3 separate regions of the Rattus norvegicus genome follow, and regions 1 and 2 are each linked to region 3. Evidence: chromatin contacts called from public Hi-C data. All regions are on one chromosome and are shown on one strand. The core of a region is the stretch at or near the end of the contact, and the rest is flanking DNA. Distances in the headings are between cores, read along the strand shown.

Region 1 (3,127 bases), core at 439-2,938, 45 kb before region 3:
GTACAATTAGCTGTTCAGTTTTTTTCCTATTATTCGAATGGTTAACTCCACTGCTTCCTGTAATAACTTCTGCTAGAAGGAGTTTCCTTGTTTCTAAGGTAAGTTCTGTCCTAGGAGGTTCTCAGATAGTTTGGTGTCAAGCAGGGCCCCTGTAATCCTCTTAAAAATTGAGGAGTCCAAAGAACTTTTGTTGGTTCGTGCGTGCGTGCGTGCGTGCGTGCGTGCGTGTGTGTGTGTGTGTGTGTGTGTGTGTGTGAGTGTGTGTGTGTGTGTGTTGGGGCTGTTGGTACTTCTTAACATATTTTAAATTAAAATTGAAAGTGAAGCAGAGATGAGACAGCCTTCTGACCTTCTGATAAGGTAAAGCTCCTGGTGCCTTTAGCCACTCCTTCCTTTAGCCACTCCTTCCTTTAGCCACTCCTTCCTTTAGCCACTCCTTCCACATGATCTGGACAGTAAACCCTTCTCTCACCTTGATCTGACTGGGTTTCTGCCACTTCCAGATAAAAGAGCATTGAACAATAAAGAATTAGTCTAGGGTAATAAATAATGAAGGCCTGAATTGAATACATCAAAGTGCTATTTTCTCCCCTCCTTTTGCCACCCATTAATTGAAAGCCTCCCGAGGAGCGATAAATTTAAACACAACTAACACCTACACTTCACAGCACCTTAGGAGTTTCAAAGTGCTTTCACACTCAGTATTTAATTTTCACTACAACCTATGAAGTAGTTTATTTTACATTCGTTTTACAGATGAGAAAACTAGATGTGTCAAGCCTGTGAGACTTCACACAGCTGTGAAGTGGCTTAGCTAAGACTAAATCCAAATCTAAATCTTTACATCTCTATGGCCAAAGTTCCCATCTCAGGTGACGCTATTTTATAAGCTGTAATAGCTGTACATAGTACAAGCCTTCCACATTCTCTTTCTCGTTTTTTTTTTGTTTTTTTTTTTTTTTTTTTTTTTTTTTTTTATTAAAGAATACATTCTCTTGCGGGCGCTATCTATGAAGCAGAGCCTCAAACACGATCATCGCCCTTGGCTGTGGCCTGTAGTTCAGAAGGCATGAGTGAGAATGAAATTAGCCCGCTAATATCACTCCTTGAGCTTTATGATTGAAGGGCTGTGGGAGGGAGCCTAGGAAATGGGCAGGAACTGGAGAAGCTGGGTAATACTTTGCAGATAATCCGCAGACTCCGTGAACCATTGCATCTCTAAAGAAAGCTTGCTTGCTCCGGGCTCAGGCGGGTAGACAGAAGAGCGAACGGCGGGACTTAGATTCCAAGGTCTTGGATTTGAAAGATGTCCACAAACAAAGAAACAGCAAAGTCAAGTTTCCGTGGCAAGAGTTTGAAATGAAGCGTCTTTCCCCTGTAAGGGTGGAAACTCCTATCGCACCATTCCACACCACTCAGATTTGTAATCCAGTGGGGGTTGTTCGGACAGTTCGGGCCAGGCACGCCCGCGGCTCTCCCAGCGTACTACAAATCCCATAAAGCCGCGCGCCGCGGAGGGTGATGACAAGGCGCGGGCAGATTGGCTGGAATGGGGAGGGGCGAGCCTGTCGCCCCCAAAAGGGGCGGGGCGAGAGGCGGGGCGGGGAGCGGGTGGCTTGGCGGACACGCCCCCTCGCCAGAGGCCCCCTCCGTGCCGCTTTCCACCGCCTCCTTGCTCTGGGCGGTCAGAGAGGGCCGGAGCGAGAAGATGGCGAAGACGTACGATTATCTGTTCAAGCTGCTGCTCATCGGCGACTCCGGCGTTGGCAAGACCTGCCTCCTGTTCCGCTTCTCAGAGGACGCCTTCAACACCACCTTTATCTCCACCATCGGTGAGGGAGCGGTCGCGGCCCGGGACGGGAACTGAGACGCAGGGGGCGGGTGCCTGGGGGCCTGGGAGAGGGCACGCGAGGGCTTGGCTCCCGGAGAAGGGGACCCCGAGGGGCGGTCGAGAAGGCAGGGCGAGCCGGTGAGGCTGAGAGGTACGGGTGGGGACGCGGAACTGCGGATGGACGAAAGGGAACCGGAGCAATTGGAAACCAGGGGTATTGGGGACACGAGGGGGCTCCGGGGCGGCGACGGAGGCGTCCCAGAGGGACAGAGTCGGGGGAACACAGGAAATAGTATGGAAAGAGAGAAGGAGGGGAGAGTGGATACGAACGCGGATTAGAAAGACAGGAAAGAGGAAGGAAATGTGAAGAGGGAAATGAAGGGTTGAGGACTTACGAGGGGCTTCAAATGAAGTAAAGGGACAGAGGACACTAGGGACAAGAGAAGTGAGACTAGGAGGCGGTCAGCAGGGAATTGAAGGGAATGAATGAATGGTCAGGAGGCAAGAGATGAAGCGGCATTGTCTATAAAGGTGTGAACAGAGATGCCAAGAGAAAATGCAGAAGAAAATTGTTGGTGGGAGAAGGGCTCAGGAGGACCCGAGGGCGACATGAGTCTACTTGATGGAGAAAGTGAAGGAGAGCTGAGTGCTAACTAGAAAGGAGAAGGGGAAGCAGCGGATGTAGTGCAGGGGTTGAGAGATCTGAGAGGAAATGGAAAACGCGGGGCTCAGGGCTTTCCCTAGAAACTGGGAACACCGGTTTCCATTTTCTCTTGACATCTTTGAATCAAGAAGATTTTAAAAGTGACTAATGATGGAATAATGTCTACGGAGTGTTAAAATCTTTTGAGAGTTAAGAGGAATTAAAGGGGCTGGGGACTTTGGGGGATGATGTATATTGTTCACCGTTTTACTCCGTATCTTGGGAAGCAGCAGTAAGTTTCTTAACTTTCAAAATTCTTGAGCTTGTGTAGTTAGTAACGTCCAAGCCAAATGATTGACTATAAATTCCGCCTGCCTCCCTGTGTAGTTTCTTTCGATTCTGATTACTTTGTAGGTGAATCATAACATCCTGTATATTTCCCAATAACTTCTAATTGATTCAAGAAAAAAAAATTCCACTCTTCACTGTGAGCTTTCCTTTTTTTTTTTTTTTTTTTTTTTTTTTTTTTTTTGGTTCTTTTTTTCGGAGCTGGGGACCGAACCCAGGGCCTTGCACTTCCTAGGTAAGCGCTCTACCACTGAGCTAAATCCCCAGCCCCGAGCTTTCCTTTTTATATCTGTAGTAAGACATTG
Region 2 (3,220 bases), core at 561-3,060, 42 kb after region 3:
ATGGCTCACAACCACCTGTAATGAGTTTACATTTAAATAGGAAGGCAGATGAGCCAGTGAAATGGACTTGTGATTGAGCATATAGCAAGGTGATGCTACTCTTGCTATGAGGATGTCCAAGCAAAGCACAGCATTCATTTCAAAACTGTTTATTCTGCAGCCAAATTTGAATGATCTTGGCTGGGAACACAATATTTGGGTTGCCCCAAACTCTGTGTTCCAACATGGAAATGAGTACATGAAGTTCTTATGGTTACAAAACAAAAGAAAGTAATAAATCAAGGCCCTTTTCTGATGCATTATTGGAAATATCAGGTAAATCTCTCAAATAGCAGGGAAATCTCTGCCACAGTCTCTGACGCTGCAATCTGATGAGATTCTTAGCTTTTGGGTTGGTGGAGGCTAGTAGTTAGTATGAAGAAAAACCTCATGTGATAGTCACAAGGGCATGAGGGCAGATGCAGAGATGGTAATGAACAGTTATCAAAGAGGCTAGAAAGCCCAAGATAATTTGGCTCTGTATCTACAACATTTCAACTCTCTACAAACATGAAGTTGTAATTAGTCAGTATCAACCTTGTAGAATCTTTAACAGAGCAGTGTCTGTTTGTCTTGAAATTCAAATTCAGATATGGTTAGAGAATGCCTTTTAAAAAAACTTAATTTTTTGAAGATAAGGGGTTAGTGGCAAGGAAATCAGTTTGTCAGAACAATTAATCAGTATTTCATTCCTTTGCCATAGGGAATGGTTCCATCACCTGGGTCATATCAACCCAGTCTGGATTTTTACATAGGTTGGGAGCAAGCACATTCATGCAACTGTGCACCTAGGAAAAATACTTACTTTAAAAGGAACCGTGACCCTGTCCTGTTTACTTCAGTTGACCTTCAGCACAAAAGTGGGCTGGTGATCTCGCTTGACCACCTCACAGTTGCCCAGCACCAATAACAATGTATACCCATGGGCAAGAGTGCTGGGGCACATCTTCAAGTCTTCAGTGGGCCACATTTTGGAATAAGGATCTGCAGCGCTGGCAGGTCTGAGACTTGGTGTAGCTCATTGCCTCTCAGAGGTCTAGGTGCCCGCCGACTTTCATTGCTCCAAGAAACCTAGAGAAGAAACCTAGAAGGAACCCTTCCCATTCTTAGCACCCGGAGAGCTCTGATGGTCTGCCCAGCTCCTCAAGCCCCCAGTACACTGAACCCTTCCCGGCCGCGCCCCTGCTCTGACCGCTTGTGAAGCTCCTCGAGGTCCTGTCCCCTGCCCTGAACGCACACAGAGCCCCTAGAGGACCCCACCCCGGTTCTGACAGCACGTGGAGCTCCTCGAGAAACCGCTGCTCTGACAGCATACCAAGCTTCTCAATGTCCCTGCACAGGTTCTGACAGCGCTCTGAGCCCCTCAAGAAACGGCTTTCCGAACTCTGCACCGCCATTCGCGCTTTCAGCGCCTGGAGCACCTTCTGGAACTACCTCCCGAGCTCCGCCTGGACACCCCTCTACAATTGACAGTTGAGCACTACAAGCTCTATTTTTCGAGCTCCGTCCCTCTCCCAGTCCTGCCTTGCTGGGAAGAAGCTCAGCGACCCGCCTCCCGGACTCCACTCCGCCCCCTGCACGGACGTGCCTTGGAGCACCCCGAGGTCCTTGTTCACGATCTCCGCCCGGCCCTCTGCTCTGACAGGCAGTAGAGCACGTCCAGGCTGTGCCCTACATCGCCCCCAGGTTCTGATTGGCCGGAAAGTGCCTTGTGGCCCCGCCTCTCGTACGCCCCGCCCTCCGCTCGGAAAATCCCGGAGCATCTCGAGGCCCCGCCTCCTGGGCTCTGCTCCGCCCTCTTCTCTAATTGCGCTCGGAGCACCTGGCAGGCGTGTCCGGTCCCATATCCCGCTAAGACAGCGTCCCATGCACCTTGGATCCACCCGGGACTGACTTCTGCGGGTACCATGACAGCGCCCGTGTTCTTCGGTTGCGCCTTCATCGCCTTCGGGCCCGCGCTCGCTCTCTACCTCTTCACCATCGCCACCGACCCTTTGCGAGTCATCTTCCTCATCGCCGGGTGAGGTTGAGCGTCCTGGACGCCGCGTTTCCCTACCCCACCTGGGTTCCCACAACCTCGGGATCCCCATCTCCCAGTAGCTCCAGCTTGTGGGACCGTCCAAAGGCTGAGAGGAGGGGGAGGCCCTCAGGCTGAGCAGGTGTCCCTTGGCTTCTGTGGACTAAGATGGGAATAAGTAGATACATTCGTGTATGGAGCTTTAGTCTTTCCATAGGAATCTCTCATTTCACCCAGTGCTCAGCGGGCATCAAAGAGTCGTTCTCACTCTCTGCCTGGGGATCAGTTGTCCACCTCCTCAGCCCCCATTCTTGGACTCAGTGCCTGTGAGGGGTTTGGGCTCAGATTTTTCTTGTAGGCCCCTGGGTAATGGTAGGGGTGCAGCCAACGGTGGAAGCCTGAGAAAATGCTGCAACACCTGACCGGGCAGGTCCTTCTGCGAACTTAGTAAACATCAAACTCTGCTGGTGAATGTGTGTGGTCTTGGTCTCTTTGCACCTGCTGAGACAGTTTCTAGGACTTGGTATCAAGCCAGCTCACTAGCTAGGCCAGGGACTCCAGCCTTTCTGAGTGTCTTTTTTTGCCTGTACTAAATAGTGCTCCTTTGCTGTTGCCATTAAAAACCAAGAGTCTGCTGAACCCAAAACTTGCTGAACCCAAAACTTGCTGAACCCAAAGCAGGCTGTGTCCTTAAAGTCCACAGGAAGGTTGTAAGAACCAGACCTGGAAAGCAGTGGACCAAAGCACGGGTTTGCAACTTCTGGATTTTCCATGGTACACACAGTAAATATAGGTCTAGGTATTTGTTTTCCTTCAGAAAAGATACGTATCTTTACAGACATTTAAGCCATTAAATTCATATTTTCTAGTGAATATTGAGGATGTGAAAATCATAACGGCCACTGCTTGTATATTTCTATGGCACACCAATGAGGCAAAGCATCGCTTAGGAAAAATAGACAATAACCAACTTCCTCTTTGCCAGTCCTCGGCAGATAGTGTTCTAGTGTGCACACGACAGGATCACTGAACCAGTCTTGTGGGATGCATCTGACCTTCCTCTTGGACTATTTTTCTTGCTAGGAGAAAAATGAACCATTGATAAGCAAATTCTGATCCAGAACACCACTTCAAGGACTTCTTTCCTACTTAAAAAAAAAAAAA
Region 3 (3,133 bases), core at 204-2,703:
AATGCTTGTAAAGTTAGAAAAATGTGTTATTTATCTTAAGGTGGAGATTGACTACTTACATAGGTAGCCATCATTGGGCACGTGGAGGTTATAAAGTGTGTTAATTACTTTTACATATTTGCAACCAGATACTCGACAGCTTAAAGGAGGAATGACTTATTTTGGCTCATGGTTTCAGAGGGTTTCAGTCAACCATGGCAGCAAAGGCATGACTGCTATCCTGAGCCTTTTATGCCTCACATTGAGGCCAACCAGAGACCCCAAGTGAGTATGACCTTCCTACTGAACTATTTCCACTAACCAGGTCCCACCTTCTAAAGGCTCCACAGCCTTTCAGGATACCACCTACAAGCCTGGAGCTGAGTGGTGAGAGCATTAGCCTGCAAGAGACAGTTCCGATTCAAAACATGACTCTCACTGTTGTGAGCTTTAAATCATGGATCCCAGGGATTTGCACTCACAAGTCAGAATGATGTAATCAGTAGTAGCTTTCCATTTCTTATTAGAAAAATAACATTCTGTTTGTGCCATTCCTGCTAATTTTATCTTATTTACTGTCACATACACTATCTTTTTGCTTTAACGTTGTTATCGGTCATTTGTTCCAGTTACCCACCTGTTGTCAGAGGTGCAGTGGGTGAGAGAGCTGCTCGATCTGACTGGGCTTCTGCAGCACTGGCGTTGGCTTGATGAAGCAGAGGCTTTGCTAACTAGATTCAGAGCCAGCACTGGGTTGCCCTTAGGTTGATTTCACAACCTCTGGTTTCTGCAGAGAAGGTAGCTGGCGAGGAGACTCTGCCTTCTGCCTTCAGTAATTGGTGCAGGCCTCCCCCCCCCCCCTTGGTGGTTTGTATTAATTGGATGAGGCGAATTATAAGATTTACATTTTACATTATATAACCTGAAATTCTTCCAAACAAAGTGACTGGGAATTTTCCTAGAAAATAATCAAATTATTGCTAAAGTTGTTTCAGCCCTAGGGCATGAATAACACATGTCTTTTGTAATTCCTGTTTAAAGAATTTAGTCTGAGAAGGAACTCAGCTATTTTTTGGTTTTGGTTCTTACGCTGTGTCATATTGTGATTAGTTCTGTTACTTTCTAACCTTTCTTTTGAGCTTTTACTCATTTCTAAGTGAATGGAGAGTATAATGTCCAGTGCCTGGGGAGATCCAAGAGATCTGTTCTTCTCCATGTCTCACAGCGTGTGTGTGTGTGTGTGTGTGTGTGTGTGTGTGTGTGTGTGTGTGTGATGCAGTTTTCATTTTTCCCTGAATTAACTTAAGTGATTTGGCAATCTGTTTTTTTCCCATAGCAATAATGTGTAATGTGAGAAAACTGCTCTTTGTTTTTAAAATCATTTTTTTGGGTACTACAGTTTTTCCTTCACTGCTAAGTAAAAACCCGAAGGGATTGTCAAGTACAGACTGGACAGCTCAGGTTTAAAGGGTTTGGTGACTCACACTACAGGGCTTTCCTGCTGCAGAAGCGGCTTTCTTGGCAGCAGTAGATGGAGCCGAGGACGTGCAGCTGGTTTCATTTTGGAGAAGTTTAGTTCTTGAGGTGGTCATGAATTTATCACGGGGAGAAAAATGATAGTCTCAGCACCTTCTGAACTTTAAGTTTTCAGAAAGAATCTTTCTCATATTTGACCCTTTGTGAACAGAGATTAAAGACAGAAAATATCTGTTCACAGAGAATCTATAAAATCCTCTCTTAATATCAAACTCGTTGTCACTTCTAGGCACATTTCTTTTGTCTGTATGTGTGTGTATGTATGTGTATGCACATACTTGTGAGCTTATGCACATATGTGTAACTACAATGACATTTAAGGCACATTTTGTGTGTGGGGTGTGTGTGTGTGTGTGTGTGTGCGTGCGCACACAGGTACAAGGTCATTCCTGGTTAGCTCTCTCTGCCTTGTGCTTGTGAACTGGGATTAAGCTCTGAGCTACTGCTCCAGTGTTTTATGTGTATGAAGTCCAAAGGCCAACTGTGCTGTCATTGCTCAGGAGCTGTCCACGTTGTTTCTTGAGATAGACTTTAAGGCCTGGAGCTGGCTGATAGGGACTAGGCAGGGATCTGCCTGTCTTTGCTTCCCCATCACTGGAATCACAAGCAAGCACTGTCACACTCAGCTTTTTTCAGGGGTTCCAAGGCTTGAACTCAGACCTTGTGTTTGCAGGACAAGCACTTTATTGACTGAGCCATCTTTTTAGCCCCTTCACCACAGTTTGAAAGCACACGGATTGCAATTGCTTAGTCATTTGCAAATGGCAAACTGAATCCTGGGTAAGTTCTGCTACCTCCTTAATTGGTTAGCATACTCAGTGATGTCTGAGTATTTCTGCAAATGTTACCTTGCTGTAGCTATTACTAAGCTTCATTTGCTATTTCTGTGTGTCTTAACACAGGTAGTTATCATTTGGTTTACTTTCCCTTCATCTCCCCCAAAACATTTTAAGGGTTAATTAGGTCATTCTATTTTAATGTTATGGGTTAAAGGCCTTTGGAATTCTAAAATACAGAAGTTATTTAAAAGTTCGGGCACTGGTGATATGACTCAGTTGTTAAAATCGTGTACTGCCCTTGCAGAGGACCCATGGTTGGTTTCCAGCACTTGTGTCAGGCAGCTCACAGCCATGTATAATTCTGATGCCCTCTGGCCTCTGTGGGCACCTACACATACGTGGTATATATAAACTCATGCAGGTTTCGGTGATGTGAATGAGAATAGCTTTCATTCTCAATAGGCACAAATATTTGAATGGTTCCCAGTTGATAGAACTGTTTGGGAAGGATTGGGATGAATTGCCTCATGAGCCCATGATGTGACACTGGGGGCAGGCATTGAAGTTATAAAAGCCCATGCCATTCCCAGCATTTCTGTGCTTTGTGCTTATGGACCAGGATGTAACCTCTGAGCTACTGCTTCAGAGTCATGCTTGCCTATTGCCATGCTCCCCTCCACTCTCTGAATTGTAAGTGTAATAAACTCTGTCTTCTATTAAGTTGCCGTGGTCATAGAGTTTCTGCACAGTAATGGAAAGTAATTAAGACAGAGTTAGTACTAGGAATGGGGTCCTGCCCTGAGTGTAGCACTCATTTTATTCTATTTAACATGAGGCCT

The links. A called contact is a pair of places that touch in the nucleus more often than the background predicts.
Region 1: a Hi-C map of liver shows a contact between it and region 3, with 1.9 times the contacts expected there. The contact joins the promoter of Rab8b here to the enhancer-like site in region 3. A contact is called at or near these places in 5 of 12 Hi-C or Micro-C datasets (the A7r5 cell line, frontal cortex, hepatocytes and 2 more).
Region 2: a contact with region 3 is called in a Hi-C map of liver, with 5 times the contacts expected there. The contact joins the promoter of Aph1b here to the enhancer-like site in region 3. A contact is called at or near these places in 2 of 12 Hi-C or Micro-C datasets (kidney and liver).

The regions. Positions count from the first base shown.
Region 1 is chr8:76,416,109-76,419,235 of GRCr8, reverse strand. Rab8b (RAB8B, member RAS oncogene family) reads left to right here and starts at 1,688. Exons shown (of 8, transcript NM_153317.3): 1 at 1,688-1,832. The coding sequence starts at 1,709.
Region 2 is chr8:76,330,018-76,333,237 of GRCr8, reverse strand. Aph1b (aph-1 homolog B, gamma secretase subunit) reads left to right here and starts at 1,810. Exons shown (of 6, transcript NM_001047090.2): 1 at 1,810-2,059. The coding sequence starts at 1,947.
Region 3 is chr8:76,371,296-76,374,428 of GRCr8, reverse strand. All of the region lies in intron 1 of Rab8b (RAB8B, member RAS oncogene family), which reads left to right. Among named protein-coding and RNA genes, the nearest start is that of Aph1b, 41 kb to the right of the region's middle. Within about 2 kb of position 1,453, at least 12 of the 93 cell types and tissues checked have an H3K27ac peak or open chromatin away from gene starts, as enhancers often do. A contact at or near this core is called in the A7r5 cell line and liver, where this site is marked.